2 separate regions of the Salmo salar genome follow, and region 2 is linked to region 1. The links are chromatin contacts, called in public Hi-C maps. All regions are on one chromosome and are shown on one strand. The core of a region is the stretch at or near the end of the contact, and the rest is flanking DNA. Distances in the headings are between cores, read along the strand shown.

Evidence for each region. Hi-C and Micro-C count contacts between places; a contact is called where the count stands out from the background.
Region 2: a Hi-C map of gill shows a contact between it and region 1, with 6 times the contacts expected there. The contact joins the promoter of dmbx2 here to the enhancer-like site in region 1. A contact is called at or near these places in 3 of 3 Hi-C or Micro-C datasets (blood, gill and muscle).

Annotation. Positions count from the first base shown.
Region 1 is chrssa23:29,637,102-29,642,183 of Ssal_v3.1, forward strand. LOC106584364 (casein kinase I) reads right to left here. Exons shown (of 11, transcript XM_014169592.2): 10 at 2,172-2,278; 11 at 1-1,901. The coding sequence ends at 1,847. Among protein-coding and RNA genes, the nearest start is that of LOC106584364, 47 kb to the right of the region's middle. Within about 2 kb of position 2,815, at least 2 of the 13 cell types and tissues checked have an H3K27ac peak or open chromatin away from gene starts, as enhancers often do.
Region 2 is chrssa23:29,692,242-29,697,227 of Ssal_v3.1, forward strand. dmbx2 (diencephalon/mesencephalon homeobox 2) reads right to left here and starts at 2,516. Exons shown (of 4, transcript XM_014169593.2): 1 at 2,340-2,516; 2 at 1,814-1,995; 3 at 1,100-1,275; 4 at 1-896. The coding sequence starts at 1,988. The coding sequence ends at 438.

The DNA of each region.
Region 1 (5,082 bases), core at 1,565-4,064:
CATAAACTTGACGTATTTGCATGCTACCCCTAACGTTGATCAGCCACCATCAATGACTAGAATTGCTTAGCTCACAATGCACAAGCTATCAAATCTTTCCTATTTTGTTGTTGTCGAGTGAATCTAGAGAGTTAAACTGTAAAGATCCTTTGATTGTCCTAGCAGAGGAGATGGACACGGTGGTTGTGAGACAGTAGGACCTCTTTACTGAGCATGTCAGAAAGACGATGCTTTCAGAGATACACGCGCGCACACAGTTAATGAGTAACATTTGGAACAGTTCAGATAAAATGTCATTGCAGGACACTTACTTGAGCTTTAAACATTTTACTTGGAAAGGCACAAACTATGATTTCCTGGTAAATTATTCTGATGTAGAAATAAAACTGAAAGATATCTTTTTTCATGTAAATTGACATTTCGGCCCGTACTCAGATATGCACTGAGTGTACAAAACATTATGTACACCTGCTCTTTCCATGACAAACTTACCAGGTGAATGCTATTATCCCTTATTAATGTCACTTGTTAAATCCACTTCAAATCAGTGTAGATGAAAGGGAGGAGACTGGTTAAAGAAGGATTTTTAAGCCTTGAGAAGAATTGAGAATTGAGACATGGATTGTGTGTGCCAGGGTGAATGGGTAAGACAAAATATTGAAGTGTCTTTGAACAGGGTTTTGTAGGTGGCAGGCGCACCAGTTGGTGTCAAAAACAGCAACGCTGCTGGGTTTTTCACACTCAACAGTTTCCTGTGTGTATCAAGAATGGTCCACCACCCAAAGGACAACCAGCCAACTTGACAACTGTGGGAAGCATTGGAGTCAACATGGGCCAGCATCCCTGTGGAACACTTTCAACACCTTGTAGAGTCCATTCCCCGATGAATTGAGGCTGTTCTGATGGCAAAAGGAGGGGGGGAGGCGCAACTCAATATTGGGAAGGTGTTCTTAATGTTTTGTACAGTCAGTGTTAGCCTTGTATAGGACTCTTCCTAGATCAGTCTTCAGTTGTTTTCTTGTTTGTTAATTTCAAACCTAGAATTCCATTGTACTTTCTTTTTGTTTCCAAAAGTGCAACAAGAAGAAGAGAGCTTAATATCAGTTACTCTCAGTCTTCCACAGTACCTGAGGCCAGTGACTGTGCTACAAAGTCCACATTGACAGAATGAAAGCCAGAGAAGAAAAAAAGAATACAAAATGAATTCCAGTACACTAAAACAGACATTTGTTTTCAATCCAGGGAGTTGACTTTGAAAACAACAGAGGATTAAATAAAAAAACTCAACAACATAAAAATCCTCCAATTGTGATTTAGATGGTGTTTCCTGTTGCGCTCAGTGATTCCAGAGTTATCATTAGTATAGTTCAGTCTTGCTTCTTACCTTGATCCCACAAATAAAGGACTATTTCTATGGAACAGATTTCTTTCCCTCGACTCATTGACAGTTCCCTCAGATCAATGGCTGTTGAACAGTAAATGCTATGTATGGAATCTAGAATACAAGAACTGTTTCAAACAGTATCATTATCTTCTATTCACGCCACGATATTCGCGTTTCTTTGTTACAGCTTTTAAAACGTTCTCTCTTTATTATGCAGGTACTTTAACGGTTTCTTTCTTTTGGAAGCCAGTGTCTGTTGTGAAGCCCACAAAGTCTGTAGGACAACATTGCTTTACACGCCTGTAGCAGAAGAGCGCTGAGGAAGATGGAGAAGAGCGAGAGGGAGAGGGAGAGAGAGAGAGAGACTGGGGAAGGGAGATAGGATGGGTGATCGGTGTGGTTTCTTCCATTTGAAACTTGAAAGTGAGCAGAATGTTTCAAGTTCCCGCCGAGGTCTTCTCTTCACTTGTGCCGCTGGAGAGTTTTCCTCTTTCTCATTTTGAAGAAACAGCAGCACCTGCAGGCAAGGGGACACACTCATTTAGTTTCAAAAGGAAATGAATGTTGCATATCAAAAAATGCAATGTTTTAAAGCTAAAAAAAAGCGAAACTGAACATTAGAGGCCGTAAACGTGGAATCTGTTAAATGTTTTGTTGTAACAGGATTTTGAATGACTGGGTTCAGATATAATTTGACTGTGTTTCTGGCCACGACTGCCAGAGGTAGTGCGACCGAGCAGAGCATGGTGAGCCACTGCAGTCAACGCCAGGGACAGAGCTGTCTTACTTTGTATCATCAGCCACCTCCACCTCGGTGGGAGCAGTGATGGGAGCGTTGGAGTGTCCCGCCGTCGGGTCGTCAGTGTTCAGCTCTCCATTCGTCGAGCTCATCACCTGTACAGGTGAAGACAAGGAATTCAGACAGGATGTCTGTGCATGACTAATTATCTTGTCATTTATCCTTCATATGAAGTGAGAGTGAGCATTAGCTTATGACTCTTACCTTTGACGACATTACAATGTAAAAGAGCTGGCAAGAAAGGCATTTCACTGTACTTGTGCACGTGACATTTAAACTTAAAATGGATTTACTCGTTGGTAAAAAGAGGTCATTATTTCAAAGGATGCAATTCCCTTCCAAAACCCTAGATGGCACATTTGCTCAAAAAAATCATCTTCAAAATGTAATCATCTGAGACGGCAGACTGTACATCACTTTAAGCGAGTCATAATTGCGCCATAAAGGACTCTAGATGTGAAATCTCCACTTCCAAATTGTCATGTTTTCATGTGAAGGGTGTAGCTAACAGGCATCTCCTGAGATGCTGTTGCCCCTTCATCCCTTTAAAGGTTGAGTCTGTGCTGAGACAGTGCATGCTCAATCAGATCCTATATCACACCCTTTTCCAGGGAGAGGGGAGGGGGTTCCTGTCCTGATAATGGCTTCAACGGCCGCAGGGTTCCCGACTGTGCTTCCCTCCCCTGTTATCAGCCTGGATGAGTGAAGCAGAGCAGGCAGACAGAGAAGATAGACAGACAGCGACACAGACAGAAAGACCGAGACAAAACGACACAGACAGAAAGACTGAGACACAGCGACACAGACAGAAAGACCGAGACACAGCGACACAGACAGAAAGACTGAGACACAGCGACACAGACAGAAAGACTGAGACACAGGGACACAGACAGAAAGACAGACACACAGCGACACAGACAGACAGACAGCAACACAGACAGCGACACAGAGCGACACAGACAGACAGACAGCAACACAGACAGCGACACAGACAGACAGCGACAGAAACACAGACAGCGACACAGACAGACAGCGACAGAAACACAGACAGCGACACAGACAGACAGCGACAGACAGACAGCGACACAGACAGACAGACAGCGACACAGACAGACAGACAGCGTCACAGACAGACAGACAGCGTCACAGACAGACAGCGACACACACACACAGCGACACAGACAGACAGACACAGTGACACAGACAGACAGACACAGTGACACAGACAGACACAGCGACACAGACAGACAGACACAGCGACACAGACTGCGTCACAGACAGACAGAGCGACACAGACAGCGTCACAGACAGAGCGACACAGACAGCGACACAGACAGACAGACACAGCGACACAGACAGCGTCACAGACAGCGTCAGACAGACAGAGCGACACAGACAGACAGCGACACAGACAGACACAGCGACACAGGCAGACAGAAAGCGACACAAACAGACAGAAAGCGACACAGACAGACAGCGACAGACAGACAGCGACAGACAGACAGCGACACAGACAGACAGCGACACAGACAGACAGCGACACAGACAGACAGCGACACAGACAGGCAGACAGACAGCGTCACAGACAGGCAGACAGACAGCGTCACAGACAGGCAGACAGACAGCGTCACAGACAGGCAGACAGACAGCGACACAGGCAGGTAGACAGACAGCGACACAGGCAGACAGACAGCGACACAGGCAGACAGACAGCGACACAGACAGAATCACAGACAGACACACACAGACAGCCACACAGACAGACAGCGACACAGACAGACAGCGACACAGACAGACAGCGACACAGACAGACAGCGACACAGACAGACAGACAGACAGACAGAGAGAGAGAGAGACAGACAGCGACACAGACAGAGACACAGCGACACAGACAGACAGCGACACACAGACAGACAGACAGCGACACAGACAGACAGACAGCGACACAGACAGACAGACAGCGACACAGACAGACACACAGCGACACACACAGACAGACAGCGACACACACACAGAGACACAGACAGACCGACAGCGACACAGACAGCGACAGACACAGACAGTCAGCGACACAGACAGAAACAGACAGACACAGACAGACAGACAGACAGCGACACAGACAGACAGACACAGAGACACAGAGACAGAGACACAGACAGACAGACAGCGACACACAGACAGACAGCGACACAGACAGCGACACAGACAGCGACACACACAGCGACACACACAGCGACACACACAGACAGACACACACAGACAGCGACACAGAGAGACAGACAGACAGACAGAGAGACAGACAGCGACACAGCGACACAGACAGACAGACAGCGACACAGACAGACAGACAGCGACACAGACAGACAGACAGCGACACAGACAGACAGACAGCGACACAGACAGACAGAGACACAGACAGACAGACAGCGACACAGACAGACACACAGACAGACAGCGACACACACAGACAGACAGACAGCGACACACACACAGAGACACAGACAGCGACAGACAGCGACACAGACAGACCGACAGCGACACAGACAGCGACAGACACAGACAGACAGCGACACAGACAGAAACAGACAGACAGACAGCGACACAGACAGACAGACAGCGACACAGACAGACAGACAGACAGACAGCGACACAGACAGACAGACAGCGACACAGACAGAGACACAGACAGACAGACAGCGACACAGACAGACAGACAGCGACACACAGACAGACAGCGACACAGACAGACAGCGACACAGACAGCGACAGCGACACACAGACAGCGACAGCGACACACAGACAGCGACACACAGACAGCGACACAGACAGACAGACAGCGACACACACAGACAGACAGCGACACACACAGACAGAGACACACACAGACAGACAGCGACAC
Region 2 (4,986 bases), core at 1,266-3,765, 55 kb after region 1:
CAGAAAATTGTCTTGAACAAATGGATATTCGATTTGAAAGTGAAAAGAAAAGTGCCCCAAACCACATCACAATTCTCTATTCTCCTAAGTGCTTATGATAAGTGAGTAAAAACTGAAAGTAACATCTTTATGCAAATGAAGCATGTACCAATCCACTCCAGGTTGCAATCCCAAATGCTCACAACAACACAACATACTAGCCCCTTTGAGTGTTTCTTAATCAAACTTATCTACAGACATATTCACTTGTCAGATGCACTCTACCAGGACAATTAGCAAAGGCTCCTTGTACTCACAAAGTTGTACAGAGTCAAAGTATAAAATCAGTAGTTTATCTGTGTCCATGTTGATACCAGTGCAGCAGTGTACGATTTTCTCCTTTTAGTCCCTTTTTGCCAACACACACTGAAGAGACGTTGTTGTTGTTGGTAGTGCAGTTATAGACCCAGGTTGGGGATGGGTACAGCATTACTGGGACAGGAAGTCTGAAGGGAAAGGCTGCAGTTTTTACCAACCAGTGGGGCAACTCCTATAGCCGGGCTGTGTTGCTGTAGAATGGGCCAGAATGTGGGCGTGAAATGTAGGCCAGCTGATAACATCCCTAAAGCCTGATGATGTGGAAGGTGGTACCGCTCTCCACCCACAAAGGGAAAAACGGGAGGAGAATGTAATCTTGAGTGGTTCTGAGATACAATGGAGTCTCCAGGACAAGAAATGGTGGGAGCATCACTGACTTCCCAGAGAGGAGCTATTTCACTTTGTGTTTTTGAATCCTTGGTACTCCTCTCTTCCCCTCCTGCCTTGGTTTGATGTGGTTCCTCCAGGCTTTGCTCTCTGGGAAGAGGGGAGCATCTCTGTCCCTTACGGAGCTTTGCTCTTCTGTTCTTAAACCACACCTGGAGAGCATATAATTGAGTTATTGGTGAAGGGTTGACGTATTTATAACAGTAATATTGATCAAAAGTTTAAAAAGGTAATAGCACCACAGCTGTTATATATATCACAAGAATAAAGTTACTAAAAGCAGCAGTTCAAATAAATATCATGAATGAAAGCATGCGCACAGGCTGGTCCTCTTTGAAGAGCGACCTTTACTGACCTGAATGCGAGCCTCAGGCAGATTGATGCAGACAGCCAGTCTCTCTCTCATACCTACATCAGGGTACTGGGTCTGCTGGAAGGCTTTCTCTAGAGCCTGTAACTGAGACACAGTGAAGGCTGTGCGGCTCCGACGCTGCTTCTGCTGATTCCCATAACGGGCCTCCAGTATCAACTCTGTGGGGACAGAAGACAAGCCACAACAAGATTAGAGGTGGTGAAACATTAGGAGGGCATGTGAGATATCAGGCTACACTGAAAATACCAGCATGGCAATTAACAATTTCAACAACTTTTTCAGGTGGGAAACGGATCTTTTGACAATAGAATACCAGTTTAGCTGCAATGCTTTTGAATGGCAAATTATTTAATTTTAAATATAACCTTTATTTAACTAGGCAAGTCAGTCAAGAACACATTCTTATTTACAATGACGGTCTACACTGGCCAAACCCTCGACGACGCTGGGCCAATTGTGCGCAGCTCTATGGGACTCCCATAGGGCTGCGCACTGTGATACAGCCTGGATATGAACCAGGGTGTCTGTAGTGACGCCTCTAGCACTGAGCTGCAGTGCCTGCGGGGGATCCGACAGTGGCAACGCTACTCGGGAGCCCTAAAATTATAACACTCTTTATTTTTCCACCTGCATTTGTTTGATTGCATGCATCGATTACAGACACAGTCATAAATGACAGTAGTCTTTTCTAAATACCTGCAAGTCTTTCAGCAACAGAGAACGTGTGAACCGAGGAGGGATTGGCTGATGGATAAACCGGGTACTGGTCTGCCATCTGGTGGTGGGGGTTGAAAAATACGGAGTTGACGCTGTGCAGAGGATAGAGTCCGTTGCCACTGTCGGATCCCCCGCAGAAATTTAAGGCATTCATAGCGGACCTAAAGGGTAAAACTGTTTAAGTTATATGGGACTTACACCATACTAACTAGGCATACAATGGAAAAAAAAAAGTATATAGCCTATAGCTTACTGTACAATGTATGTAGGACGCTTGCACTGTGCAATTTGTATTTAGGCTACAGTCTTAACTCACTTAAATAAAAACAGAACAAATGGTAAACATAAGCAACTTTCTTGATCATTAAAAGTAATTGAAAGTAATTATTCTTTACGCATAAACCATTGCCACTTTACTTCAGTTGGCTACCAACATCCAGAAAACAATTTCCAAAACAAAGATCAGACAAAAAAAGTATAACTTCTGCAGTATTCTTTATTTTACCTGAGAAGCACACAAAACAGCAGAAATGAACCTATTCTCGTGAGCTTTCAGAAGTCCAAGTATACAGTCCAATAGTTCGAAATGCAGGCCTTATCCTCCTACGCCGCTACCCTTTGTCATGGCATGGATCTAATTATCTGAAGACCATTCTCACCCACGACTATTTAAAGAACCATTTACTCCAGCTCCCCTCAACCATTAGCCAATAGAAAGAAAGGTATTACCCTGGATTAGGTGGGATGAGGGAAAAGAGGGGGTCCAAGGGCTCAAGTTTTTTAAACTATTGAATTTGGGGAGATTTACACAAAGGATCCCTCCTCAATAAACGAGCGTTTCATTCCCTCCTGTTAAAACAATTAAAACAATGTGGTCTGCTAATCTCAGTGGAGGGCCAGATTCAAATAAGATCCGTTGATTGTTCCCTGTTCTCAGCCTCCTTTCTCTTAAACTCCCTGCTTTGTCAATCTCCACTTGGATGGGGTTTGCTTTGCAGTTTGTTTTGCTAACAGGCTACATATTTTGCCCATAAACTGTCAGCCTGTGAAATACAATTTGGACATTGGCCATTGAGACCAATTTCCTAAGGTTCAACTGAGCCAGATTCAAGATCTCCTGAAAGAGAACTATTATCCCACTAAAATAAGGAAAATAATGATAAAACACAACATGCAAATGGTTTTTCCTAATTTGCAAATAGGTTAGGTGGAGTGTGTTTTTCAGTAGCACTTGCATAAAACTCTACTTTTTTTCACAAATGCAGTAAACATGACATTACACTTTGTGAAAGTAGGCTGCTGCCCTGCACACCCTGAGAAACGTTCAGAACTTCAGTGTCCATGACTAAATCATGCTCTAAGCCAATGGTGTGTACAATATATTGTCATGTAAAGTAGTACGTTGGAATTAAATGTGTATCGGAATAAAAATATGATATCCAAATGTTACTATTGGTGCAATGAAATCTGTATCTTGTGGAATGAAAATATGAAAACCCAATTACTAGTATGGATATCACAGTCCATCTAACAAAATCTATTTCTCCTCGCCCCAAAGTCCTGGCACACCTGTGCATTGTGACACATTTCAAATTGTAGCACTCCAATAAGATCATCTCCAATAACCCAGCTCTAGCTTTAGGCTGAAGGGTTTAGACATGTAAATTCCACTAAGGCCTTAGCGGAGGTGCGAAGGGTGGAAAGGCAAAGCATTCAGTGACAGATTATGCTTCCCACGAGTATCAGTTGTGTCCCAGAGTAAAACACACACCAAGTACACCAGCCATACAGTCAGGAGAGGAGGGGCCATTACCACAACTGGAGCGAAAACCAGCCACCTCAATGTTTTTAACAGCCCTCCGTGTCCTCATCTTCCATTTGTTACTGAAACGTTCATTCTTCCCTGTTACTCTGAAACTCAAGGCAAAAGTCTGGCTGGTTGATAAATTAAGATGTTTTAATTTTTGCCCTCGATTCCGCTATTTCTGTAGGAATCTAATTGCCTAATACCATGACTAAAGGTCAAATCAAATCAAATGTTACTGGTCACATAGGCGTGATTAGCAGATGTTATTGTGGGTGTAGCAAATATATTTCTTAGACCTCTTGGGTGGTTCCCTCACTATCAGGCATATTTCTGTTCAAATGTCTGCTGCATTCTATCAGTGACCCACACAGTCAGTCTCAGGGGTCTCACAATCCCATGACTTTTACACTCACCACCATATGTATTTGTACAGTGAAGCTACATTTTTTAATTTGGCTCTATACCCCAGCATTTTGGATTTGAGATCAAATGTTTAATATTAGGTGACAGTAAACCTTTTATTTTGAGAGTATATTTTCATATATTTGTTTTATGTTTAGAAATGAAAGCACTTCATGTATCTAGTCCCCCATTTGAATAATGACTTTATAAAGCTTGTGACTACAAACTCGTTCAACACTTGTTGGATACATTATATATATATATTTTGTAGTTGTTTTGCCCAATAGGAACTGAACATTTGGCATAAAAGGTAACATTTTTGTTCATACTTGTACAGTACTTGTTCATACATTTAGATTCCTAAAATATGTGGATATATGTTTTCTTTGCTTTTTTCCGCTGTTCTTGGCTGTCAAGCTATATTAGTGTCTGATAAAAAGAAGTCATTTAGAAGAGGCTCTGTAGGCCAGCCCCGGAACCTCACTAAACGGTCCAGGATTAGGTCCCAGAGGCCTTTGTCTACTCAGCCTGCAGGATTAGGGGAGATTTACTGCTAAGGGAAAAAAAAGTAGTTATTTCATGGCACTTTCATGATGAAACCTGGCCAAAGCTGTGTTGGCTGGGGGGATTAAAGACACAAAGACTCTGGTTGTGTGCAACCCCCTCCCCATAGCCACCACCCCAACCCACTGCCCTCCTGGAAACCTTCTCCTCCAAAAGGCCCACCTCCTCCCCATCCCCACAGAACTGGGTTCCACTCTAAATAAGGGTTGTCATTACTGATTTCTCCCACTGTTCCAAGTCATCCAAAGGGCTCCTCACTGATTGCTTTGTTTGTTTTAAACCCCAGACACCATCCATTAAGTAGTAGGTGATAGACCTGGAAGAATACACAGTACGGATGTGGAATGATATGTGTCTGTAAGCAATGTCTCAAAATTCA